Regions from separate parts of the Mus musculus genome. Here region 1 is linked to region 2. Evidence: chromatin contacts called from public Hi-C data. All regions are on one chromosome and are shown on one strand. Each heading gives the region's core, a stretch centred on a gene start, on an enhancer-like site or on the middle of the called end of the contact. The rest is flanking DNA. Distances are from core to core; before and after follow the strand shown. Region 1 holds the start of Tnf (tumor necrosis factor). Region 2 has its middle 13 kb from the start of H2-Oa.

Region 1 (5,749 bases), core at 2,561-5,060, 1.1 Mb after region 2:
TAAAACCTAGTTTTCGTGAAAAGCCCCATTCAGTCGGTTTAGCAAGCTCCCTCTCCTAGACTGGATCACCCTCAGTCATCCCGTGCAGCCCCTGAGGTGATGTCTGCTCACCTGGCCTGTCTCAACAGGCGTCTTGTCTGATCTGTTTAGACAAAGTCCCCCTACCCCGGATTTTTCTTTCCTCTTAGTCATTTGCCATCCCCCTAACGCCCACCCTGCTGGGGCTCTTAAGACCCACTTGCTCTCATTGAACACTCTACAACAAGTCTCTGCACCAATAACTAATTCTGAATAAAGTCGGCCTTGCCTGCTTCAGCAAGTACTATTGAATAACAACAACAATAAATTATTATTATTATTATTATTATTATTATTATTATTGGTGTTGGGATCAAATCCAAGCCTGCATATGTGATTAAGTAATTTAAAAACCAACAACAACAACAAAGCATTTAAACAAGGTGTTTTTCTCTTTCCAATCCACCCACCTCAATACATTCATCATTTGTCTGAAACACTGGAAAACCAAAGCCAGCAATGGCTCCTTCTTTGTTGTGTTGCTTTGGGTTTTGAATTCAGGGTATCCCATACACTGAGCATCCACCCTCACCCCAACATGCTCCACAGAGTCACATTTTCAGCCCTGTGTCTTTTTAAAAACTATTTCACTCATCTTCAGAGGTTTGGAAAAATAAAGGGGCTGGTGACCGAAAGGCAGAGCTGGCTGAGCCCAGCCCAGCATGGAGCAGGGATAGAGCTTAGGTCTCCTCTCCGTGGACCATGCCCGCTCTGTCTGTTCAGAGGCAGGTTGAATGGTGCAGGGTGCGCAGTTAGACACCTGAAGCTCTGCGGCTCTTCCTTGGCTGTGATTCAGGTGCCTGAGAATGTGGCTCCTCCCCAGCTCCATGGGAGCCACAACAGCCGGAAAGAACTGCAGTACTTTCCCAGCAGGTATTGGAATTCCCAGAGTGGGAAATTCCCATGCCCCAGGGCAAAGGTAATTAGGGTTAGGCTCCTGTTTCCGGGGGAGAGGTAGGGATGTTGGCTGCCTTTTGTTCCACGGGGGTCTTGGGGGTCTTAATGGCCCAGGGGTATAAAGACTGAGATCTGGACCCAGAGACTTTAGGCCTCCGCAAAGAGATGGATGCAGACTTCATCCCAAGACAGAAATCACATTTCTTTTCCAAGCGATCTTTATTTCTCTCAATGACCCGTAGGGCGATTACAGTCACGGCTCCCGTGGGGAGCAGAGGTTCAGTGATGTAGCGACAGCCTGGTCACCAAATCAGCGTTATTAAGACAATTGGGTTAGATAAATATTTTGTTTTAAACATAAGCAAAAGAGGAGGCAACAAGGTAGAGAGGCCAGGTGGGGACAGCTCAGCTCCGTTTTCACAGAAAACATGTCTGTCTGAAGACAGCTTCCCACACTGGGTCCTCCAGGACACCCCGGCCTTCCAAATAAATACATTCATAAGCAAATAAATAAATAATAAATAAATAATAAATAATAAGTGCAAATATAAATAGAGGGGGGCTGGCTCTGTGAGGAAGGCTGTGCATTGCACCTCAGGGAAGAATCTGGAAAGGTCTGAAGGTAGGAAGGCCTGAGATCTTATCCAGCCTCATTCTGAGACAGAGGCAACCTGACCACTCTCCCTTTGCAGAACTCAGGAATGGACATTCGAGGCTCCAGTGAATTCGGAAAGCCCATTTGAGTCCTTGATGGTGGTGCATGAGAGGCCCACAGTCCAGGTCACTGTCCCAGCATCTTGTGTTTCTGAGTAGTTGTTGAAAGCTCTGAGCACAGAGTTGGACCCTGAGCCATAATCCCCTTTCTAAGTTAGAAGGATACAGACTGGGGGCTCTGAGGAGTAGACAATAAAGGGGTCAGAGTAAAGGGGTCAGAGTGGGGGCTGGGTAGAGAATGGATGAACACCCATTCCCTTCACAGAGCAATGACTCCAAAGTAGACCTGCCCGGACTCCGCAAAGTCTAAGTACTTGGGCAGATTGACCTCAGCGCTGAGTTGGTCCCCCTTCTCCAGCTGGAAGACTCCTCCCAGGTATATGGGCTCATACCAGGGTTTGAGCTCAGCCCCCTCAGGGGTGTCCTTGGGGCAGGGGCTCTTGACGGCAGAGAGGAGGTTGACTTTCTCCTGGTATGAGATAGCAAATCGGCTGACGGTGTGGGTGAGGAGCACGTAGTCGGGGCAGCCTTGTCCCTTGAAGAGAACCTGGGAGTAGACAAGGTACAACCCATCGGCTGGCACCACTAGTTGGTTGTCTTTGAGATCCATGCCGTTGGCCAGGAGGGCGTTGGCGCGCTGGCTCAGCCACTCCAGCTGCTCCTCCACTTGGTGGTTTGCTGAGGGGGGGGGGGAGGATTGAGTCAGTGTCACCCTCTTAGTTCACACTCCACATCCTGAGCCTCAGCAGCTACCCACACTTCACTTCCGGTTCCTGCACCCTCTGTCTTTCCACATCCCATTGGCTATGAGGTCCCGGGTGGCCCCCTGATGCCTTGCTTTTGAGTCACTGCTCTGACTCTCACGTGCTGTCTCTAAGAGCTCTGTCTTTTCTCAGCCTGGCTCGACACCCCTCAACCCGCCCCCCAAAATCATGCCCCTTCATTCTCAAGGCACATGTAAAGAAATCTTACCTACGACGTGGGCTACAGGCTTGTCACTCGAATTTTGAGAAGATGATCCTGGAGGGGAAGAGACAAAGGCAAGGATGAGCCTTTTAGGCTTCCCAGCAAGCATCTATGCACTTAGACCCCTTTCCTCCCAAACCAAAGCTTTAAGTTCTCCCCCCACCCCATCTCATCCCATGCCTAACTGCCCTTCCTCCATCTTAAATTAAGAGAGAGGTGTGGGAACACTTACTGAGTGTGAGGGTCTGGGCCATAGAACTGATGAGAGGGAGGCCATTTGGGAACTTCTGTGTAGGAAAAGGAGGTTAGTTAAGACAGACTCACCCCAAAGGAGAAGCCTCCCGGCTGATTGCCCCGCTTACAGTTCCTCTTTGCCCCACCCCACCCCCCAGCTTTGTGTTTTTCTTCTTCATTCATTCATCTGTCCAACCCACGGCTTCTTTCTGCGGTGCCCTCTGTGCTTGATCTCCCGTTATCTCCCCTTCATCTTCCTCCTTATCTCTCATGCCTCTCTCATTTCTGTCTCTGAGTTTTATCTCTTGCTTATCCCCTCTTCCCCTGGCCACATCTTTCCAGATCTCTCCACGTGTGAACACACTTGTTCGTTCATTCATCTCTCTGTGCATCCGACGAAGGATGTTTAGTCAGCTGGACGCATGGGTCCGAGGTCCTGACTCTGTCCCCTCCACACTCTCCTCCACCTTGCCCTGCCCATTAGCCCACTTCTTTCCCTCACACTGTCCTTCTTGCCCTCCTAACCCGTTTTGCTTGTGAGCGAGAATAAGGGTTGCCCAGACACTCACCTCATCCCTTTGGGGACCGATCACCCCGAAGTTCAGTAGACAGAAGAGCGTGGTGGCCCCTGCCACAAGCAGGAATGAGAAGAGGCTGAGACATAGGCACCGCCTGGAGTTCTGGAAGCCCCCCATCTTTTGGGGGAGTGCCTCTTCTGCCAGTTCCACGTCGCGGATCATGCTTTCTGTGCTCATGGTGTCTTTTCTGGAGGGAGATGTGGCGCCTTGGGCCAGTGAGTGAAAGGGACAGAACCTGCCTGGTTGGCTGCTTGCTTTTCTGGGAGCTATTTCCAAGATGTTCTGGAGTTTCTGTTCTCCCTCCTGGCTAGTCCCTTGCTGTCCTCGCTGAGGGAGCTTCTGCTGGCTGGCTGTGCAGACGGCCGCCTTTATAGCCCTTGGGGAAGAGGGCGGGGAAAAGCTCTCATTCAACCCTCGGAAAACTTCCTTGGTGGAGAAAACCATGATCTCATGTGGAGGAAGCGGTAGTGGCCCTACACCTCTGTCTCGGTTTCTTCTCCATCGCGGGGGCAGAGGGTTTGGAAAGTTGGGGACACCCAGGCATCAAGGAATCTCCTCCCCGTCGTCCCCACCAGGATTCTGTGGCAATCTGGGGCCAATCAGGAGGGTGTGTGTGTGTGTGTGTGTGTGTGTGTGTGTGTGTGTGTGTTGTATAGGACCCTGAGAACTGAAACCCATTTCTTCTCTGTCCTCCAGAGCTAATCATTGTCTGTTTCTTTGTAGAAAGACCATGCCTGTGTCTATTTCCTTTTGATTTCTAAATGGGACATCCATGGGGGAGAACTTAGCATGGGGGGGTGCTTCTGAAAGCTGGGTGCATAAGGGGGGAGACATGATATTGAGGAGGGAAAGCCCCCTGTTTGAGTTCTTGGAGGAAGTGGCTGAAGGCAGAGCAGCTTGAGAGTTGGGAAGTGTGCATGGGCTTTGGGAGGGCTGGTGGGGGGGGTAATGGGATGAGTATGGGGCAGCCCCAGAGGGAATGAACTCAGCCCTGGGAATTCACGGACCTCACAAGCCTTCTCCTTTCACTCTGATCATGAGCTCAGGCTGCTGCTTTGGGTCCCTGCTCCCAAGTGAGTTTTCCACGGAGCCTCTGCCATATCTTGACTGCGGTACATCAACTCAGACATTTAGGTCCCACAGCCCTGCTTCCAGGATTTCTCCCAATCCGTATGACTCCCCGGTCTTCCAAGGATTCCCCTCCCCCACCCTCCCACTCCTAAACACTCTCCCACCCTCCAGTGGAGTCACTTCTCCCCAGAACCCTCATCTCTCTCCACCCTTGGATGGATCTCCCTAGCTCATCCTTTGGGTCTCCTCCGGCAGTTAAGCTGCCTCACTCCCGTGAATCCACCATGTCTCTGGGAGCTGCCTGCTCCTCATGTCTCTTTGCTCTGCCCGGATCCCATGGACCAACTGAGGCCTCTGTCCCCTGCTCCACTCCTTAAAGAGACCAGGAAGTTTCTCCCCCAACGCAAGACAGACACAAGCAGACAGAATCTCAGAGAAAAGAGGTTTATTGGGTTTCACAGATGGTGCAGGGGGTCCCTGTGGATGTCTAGCCAAGCAGTGGCTGGCTTTTAGAGCTTCGTGCTTTCTTCTAGAACCCCTTGGTCACCCACATCTAATTCTCTCGCCATCTCTCTCTTAGATGGGTCCTGTCTGAGGTGAGACACCTTTGTGTCTGGGACCTAGTTGTCATCTGACGGCTTTCTATTTTTCCCCTCTTTCTATTCTCTATAAATAAATAACTTAACTTTTCTCTCCATAAATAGTCAACCTTCCCCTGTTCCCAGCCACCTCTCCCATGTCTGTCCCTCCTTCATGTCCAGGTCTCTGTCCGACCTAGACCCACAAAAACCCTGCTCTGTGCAGGAACTTCTAGGTAGGCTTGAGTCGTCCCCTGAGCATCTGGAGTGGCCCTGGGGAAGATGTAGTCCCCTGAAGTGTCTCAGACTCCCGTGAGAGCTCCAGGTTATTTTAGTGGGGAAGGCTGGAGACTGTGGGGATGTGACCCTTGAAACAACGGTCAGGATGGAGGCCTGGAATCCAATTCTTGGGTTTCTTTAGAATCTACAGTGCAAAGGCTCCAAAGAATACACTGCTGGGGCTGAAGTGTAGATGGGAGATGCCGTCGGTGTGGGTGGACAGCTGGTCTCCCTTACTGAGCAGGAACACAGCCCCCTGGTACATTGAGCGCACCCACGGTCCTTGAAGTCCCGGATACACAGACTTCTGCGCACTGAGGAGAGGCACATGGAAGGGGTATTGGGAGGAAAAGA
Region 2 (5,810 bases), core at 2,379-4,878:
CTCATGCAACGTTGCGTCCCGTCCCGTTGTTCTCCGCGTTGCACTCCTGCAGCGTGCTCAGCAGGTAGCCAAGTCCTGGGGCGCTGGGACGCCACCAACCCCAGTCCCACCCCACTGAGCCCGCCCCCCCCCCCCCCCCCCCGCCACCAGCTCACAGCCTGGCTGCCTTTTGCCAGCTTCCCTCTCAGTCTGGATCTTTGAATACTATTTTTATTGATTGATGTTTCTTTATTTTTGAGACTTAGACATGATCATATCTAAACCCCCTCCACTTTCCCCTCCAATTCCCTGCAAATATCTCAACATAGCCCCTCCCTACTTCAGGTTCTCTCTCCTCTCTCTTTCTCACCTCCTCCCTTTTCTTCCCCTTCTTTCCCCCTCCCTCTTTTTTTCCTCCCTCCTCCTCTCTCTGTACCCTGTCTTTTCCTCTTCCTCCTCTTTTCCTCTAAGTTCAATTACTGCTGTCCCATCCTCTGGCGCATTGGACACGTACTAATGACATCACTTTCAAAAAGGAGCGATTATGGAGTTGGACAGAAGACTGGGTGATTAAGAGCACTGGCAGCTTTGAATTCCAGAATTCACATGGCAACTCACACTCCAGTTTAAGATCAAAGCCTGCGTCTGGCAGTCCTTACAGAAGTGGCGCTGCAGGGTGGGGGCGGGGCCGTGGGAGATGTACTGAATCCCTGTATCTATGGAGTCTGAGCCAGTCCACTTGGAGACCTCAAACGTCACCTCCTCACACCAAGGTGCTTTCCTTTCTGAACCAACATCTTTAATACTCCTGCATGCTGTACTACACACTGTATGTCCTGTCCCATGTGCCGGGAATGTGAAATAAACCCATAAACCCTAATGTAAAAGTTAATTCGCTATTTCATCTTCAAGTATCCATGTGGAAAGACTTAGTCTTAAAAGGTGTGGACTACATATGTAGAAACTCATGATGAAACTCACCACTTGGCATGATAGTTTAAAAAGTTAACTAGCGTCTGGAGAGGAGGACCAGCAGTTAAGAGCACTTGCTGATCTTACAGAGGACTTGGGTTCAGTTCCTAGCACCCATAGGGTTGCTCACAACCACCTGTAAGTCCAGTTCCAAGGATTCAATACCCTCTTCTGACCTTTGTGGGTCCCAGGAGTACCTATGGTCCACATACGAACATGCAGGCAAAACATTCCTTCACACAAAATAATACAGAACATAATAAATTCCCTTAGAAATAATGTAGAATGCCAGCTCTCATCTGAAATCCCAGGGCTAAGGATGCAGAGGCAGGAGGATTACTGCAAATCTTGGGACAACCTGGTCTAATGGGGTTCGGGAAGGCACTGCTCTGAACCTTAATCACTGAAAATCACCTCAGTGAAGCCCTAGTGGGCTCCCTCGTTCCTAGAAGCACTGGCTGGGTAGTTGTTACAAAAGAGAGGTGGGAGCCTCTGTGGGTCTGTCTCTTCTTACCAGTGATGACGGTTTTCTTGTTTCACTCCCTGAAAATTAGCATTTTAAAGCATATCCTGCCCCTTTTCCAGTCCAACAACCAGTTTCAACATAGCCCGTCCTGATCAGGCAAGCGAATCCGAAGATAAAACGGCAGGTGTTGTTTGTACCACAAGAGGGCGCTCTAGGCCGGTTTATTAATGCGTTTTAAAACTAGAAGCCTGGGGCTGGGAGCAGCTTGGCGAGGGAGGCTTGAAGCCTTGGTTGGGTTCCATTCCCAGCATTGCAGGTAATAAACACATTAAACTATATAATCTATTGTTTCACATAAAAGGATATTAAGCTTTGCTGTGGAGAGCAATTGAGAGGCTGAGGCAGGGGCATTGTGGAGAGCTGGAGGCCAGCCTGGACTCATCTTAAGACAAAGAGGATATTAAAAGTTAAAGGGGCAGGGCGTGGTGGCGCACGCCTTTAATCCCAGCACTTGGGAGGCAGAGGCAGGCGGATTTCTGAGTTCGAGGCCAGCCTGGTCTACAAAGTGAGTTCCAGGACAGCCAGAGCTACGCAGAGAAACCCTGTCTCGAAAAAACCAAAACCAAAACAAAACAAAACAAACAAACAAAAAAAAGTTAAAGGGCCAAGTCTTCTTCGTCGCATAGCTTCTGAGGCCTCAGTATTAACACACTGCTGGGGCTCCCAGTGCATTTGACGTAAGATTAATTAACTTTTCTACCATGTCAGGGGGTGGGGTGGGGGTGGAGCTAAAGCTGGGAGGAGCTAAAGCCAGAGACAGGAGCCCAGCTCCAGACAAATCTGCCCTGGTTACTGTAGCTACAGATGTTGGGAAGCCCTCCTGAGATGGAGGAGCACACAACCTGGGGTGCAGGTGCAGGAAGAGATGACTATGGGGTGTTCTGATGGTTCCCTCTGTCACCATAGTAACCCCAGAACAACTGGCCCATCCTGGTGTGCTCAGGAGGCCCTGCCTGGCTGGGGCGGAGGACAAGGGTTGTGTGGGAAGGCCTTGGGGTTCTGTAGCAGTCAACCCACACTGTGTCTCACTCAGCCCTGTGCCCAGGTCCCGACCCCCTCCCGTGAACATTCTCTCTCTCCCTCTTCCCCACCTGCCTCTCCTTGCCTCCACATATGAATCTTGTCATTTTAATTATTAGTTCTTATTTCTCCTCCCTTGTCAATAGTTCGTGTTTGTACAAGCAAGGAAAACAATTTTGAGACCTTCCTTTGGCAACACTTAATTTTTGTAAGCGGAAGTTATCCATGAAGGAGGCAAAACTGAACTGTGGGGGTCTCCCTCACCTGTTGCGGTCACTCAGTGTCCCAGATACACCGCTAAGCCTGTCCCTGGCGCCATCTGTTTCTGATCCCCTGGACCTTGAAGGTACAGTTCCCACAGCTGAGCTGTCCCTTAGTTGGGTCTCGCAGCCTTCTGTGATCATCAAGGACAAGTTCTTTCTCCCTCCTTGGCAAGTGCACCCAATGTGCAAAAGGTACGGGCTCCTGGCTCACCGTGCATCCGATGTCACCGAAAAAGGCACAAGGCTTCTACCCCACCCTGGGTGAGCAGAAGCCATTCTCTTAAAGCTGAGTCTGTCACGTGACCTGAGTCCCCTCAAGGCTGTGATGGAGAGGTAGAGAAACCCAGGAGGCTGAGCCTTCTGACCGCTCTGTAAACTTTGCCCTGCAAACTTATTCTAGAACTCCAGGCCCGTTGTCCACAGAATGTGGCACGCAGACCCCTTAGCATTTCTGCTGGGTTCACGGTTTCTATATTTCCGGGACTGGGAAAAACTGGCTGAAAAAAAAAAAAAAAAAAAAGCAATGCGGGTATGAGCCTGCTTTTCTAGCTGTGGGAGAAGCCCGACTGTTTCTAGAAGTGTGGTCCTATAAGAGGAAAGTCCTGAGCCAGGCTCTTCAGAGTACCCGCTCTTACCTGGAGTGGCCCCACCTTGGGTCTCTCTGGCTCAGCAACACCATCAAAGCTGCTGTCCAGGGGACCATAGGGACCCATGGGACCATCATGGAGCTGGAAGGGTAGCTGAAGTGAGAAAAGCAAAGGTCAGGGGATGGTGGACTCCTTAAGTTGAACTCCTGAATGAACAGCAGCGCCTATGACTGAAGTTGTCTGCTATGATCCCATTGGACAGAGGCTGAGGAAAAAACCAATGAGGCTTGAGCTTCCTATGAGTCATCAGTTACTGGGCTGATGATGGTAAGAGGACTGACAACCTAGTGATACAGATGAGATGACTGGATAGAAAGGAGGAGGGGTTCGTGGGAGACAGGACCACAGGGCACCATCCAATAGGGAACGGCCTGGCCCACTCCCATTGACTGCCAACAGAGGAAACACTGACTGGATGTCCCGCACTGCTTCCATGATCCCCAGCAACCACATGGCCGCTCACAATCTGTAACTCCAGCTCCAGGGAATCTGATTTTCTCTTCTGGCCTCTGTAGGCACTGCACACATGCACTTATACTTATGCAGGCAAACACTCAATATAAAATAAAAAATAAAGGAATCTAAAAGGACAGCAGCCACAACCATCATTTTACACATCACAGGAACCATCTGTGAAAATAGTTTTGCCTTTTTCTGAGAGACAAAAACATTGAAGCTAAAAAGATTGTTCTAAAGTAGTTCACCTAGTCAGGACTCAAGGTTCGAATTCATCCACAACTCTGAGCACAGACTGACTCTGTACATGTAGACCTTACAGCTGAACCCCGCCCGCCAGGACCCCATCCCGCTCTATGTGGCTGCCTCTATGGAGCTGTGTTTGGGACCTAGCAGAGCACCAGAGCCTGCCTCCCAGGATCTTATGACCTTCCTAGGATCACCATGCCTTCTTCATGCCTTCTTCCCTCAAAACAGAGTGTCTCGATTTGTTGTTGTGAGTCAGATTCCCCAGTGAGCCAAGCAGCTCTTACTACAGGGAGTGCTGTGGACTTTGGATGGCCACAAAGACCACACTTGAGATTATAAGCTGTGATGGTGCTCTGTCTCCTCCTGCTGATATCAGGAAGCACCAAGCACCAAGCACCCATCCAAAGATGCAGAGATGGGAAGGATTAGAATTCACAGCACAGGCTGGTGTGATGGTGCACACCTATAATCCTGGTTGAGGCTTGAGGTTTGGGAGTTCAAGGCAAGCCTCCGACACAAACGCACAATTAAACCAACCAACAAAACTAGGCTTTGTAACAAATACACCTGGCTCTAGTTTCTCTGCTGTTGTGAAAATACCCGAATGAAAAGCAATTTAGGGAGGAAACAGGGTATTTGGTGCACAGGTGCAAGCTATAGGTCCATCATTTCAAAGAAGTCAGGCAGGAACTCAATGGGTCAGCTACACCAATCACATCCTCAGGCAAGAACAAAGAGTAAGCAGTCAGGAGGCAGAACCCGGAAGACCTTCTGTGAGTTCAAGGCCAGCCTGGTCTACATAGTGAGTGAGTCTGGGGAAGCCAGGGGTATACGGTAAGAACTTGCCTCAAAATGAAACAGAACACACAGACAAACAAAAACCAAAGAATAAACACATCCTTAGTTGTTTCCTCTCAGATTGTTTTCTTCTCTTTTTTCGGGGTGGTGGTGATTGTGTTTGTTTGTTTGTTTGTTTGTTTGTTTGTTTTTGGACAGGATCTTATTGCATAGTCCCTGTTGACCTAGAGCTCTCTATGTAGACCAGGCTGGCCTTAGATTGATAGATGATCTGCCTGCCTCCACTTTCTGAGTGCTGGGATTAGAGGTATATGCTGTCTTGCCTGGGCACTTTCTCCATGCCTAAGGAATGGTGCCGCCCACAGTGGACTGGGTCTCCCTACATCAGTTAACAAGTCAATCCCCATAGACATTCACAGAGGCTAACTAGCCTAGACAATCCTCATTAAGGCTCTTGTCCTGAGTGATCTAGATTGTGTCAACTTGATGGGTGAGATTAACCAGTATAACCCATGCCTTGTCAACTTGACATATAAACACATTCCATGAGTGCATATGCATAGCCTTCCACCCTTGTCCTAAAAGTCTATGTTAATATAAAATTTAGTCCAAAGTCTTTAAAAACCCCAATACTTCAAAAGTTCAAACTCTCTTAACTGGTAGGTGCTATAAAATATAAAATATATAAAAAATAAAGTTACATACTAAGCATATTTATTCCCAAAAGGAAAAACTGGAGCATAAAAACAACCACTCCAAAGCAAAACCAAAGTCCAGCAGTACAAACCCAAGTCCCGTAGCATTGTATCTGGAGTTTTAGACTAACTCATAATCTTCTGGGCCCCAAAGGGCTTGAATAGTTCCAGCTTCCAGCTCTGCCATCCACAGCACACACAAGTT

What was found. Hi-C and Micro-C count contacts between places; a contact is called where the count stands out from the background.
Region 1: a Hi-C map of B cells shows a contact between it and region 2, with 7 read pairs. The contact joins the promoter of Tnf here to the enhancer-like site in region 2. A contact is called at or near these places in 3 of 39 promoter capture datasets (liver and pre-B cells), 1 of 484 Hi-C or Micro-C datasets (B cells), 1 of 115 datasets of contacts at active chromatin or transcription factors (pancreatic cancer cells) and 1 of 9 other capture datasets (embryonic stem cells).

The regions. Positions count from the first base shown.
Region 1 is chr17:35,198,197-35,203,945 of GRCm38.p6, forward strand. It overlaps Tnf (tumor necrosis factor), which reads right to left and starts at 3,811. Exons shown (of 4, transcript NM_013693.3): 1 at 3,459-3,811; 2 at 2,888-2,942; 3 at 2,662-2,709; 4 at 1,171-2,367. The coding sequence starts at 3,644. The coding sequence ends at 1,949. It overlaps Lta (lymphotoxin A), which reads right to left. Exons shown (of 4, transcript NM_010735.2): 4 at 4,969-5,749. The coding sequence ends at 5,541.
Region 2 is chr17:34,076,138-34,081,947 of GRCm38.p6, forward strand. It overlaps the pseudogene H2-Pb. Among named protein-coding and RNA genes, the nearest start is that of H2-Oa, 13 kb to the right of the region's middle. Within about 2 kb of position 3,629, at least 106 of the 459 cell types and tissues checked have an H3K27ac peak or open chromatin away from gene starts, as enhancers often do. A contact at or near this core is called in B cells, where this site is marked.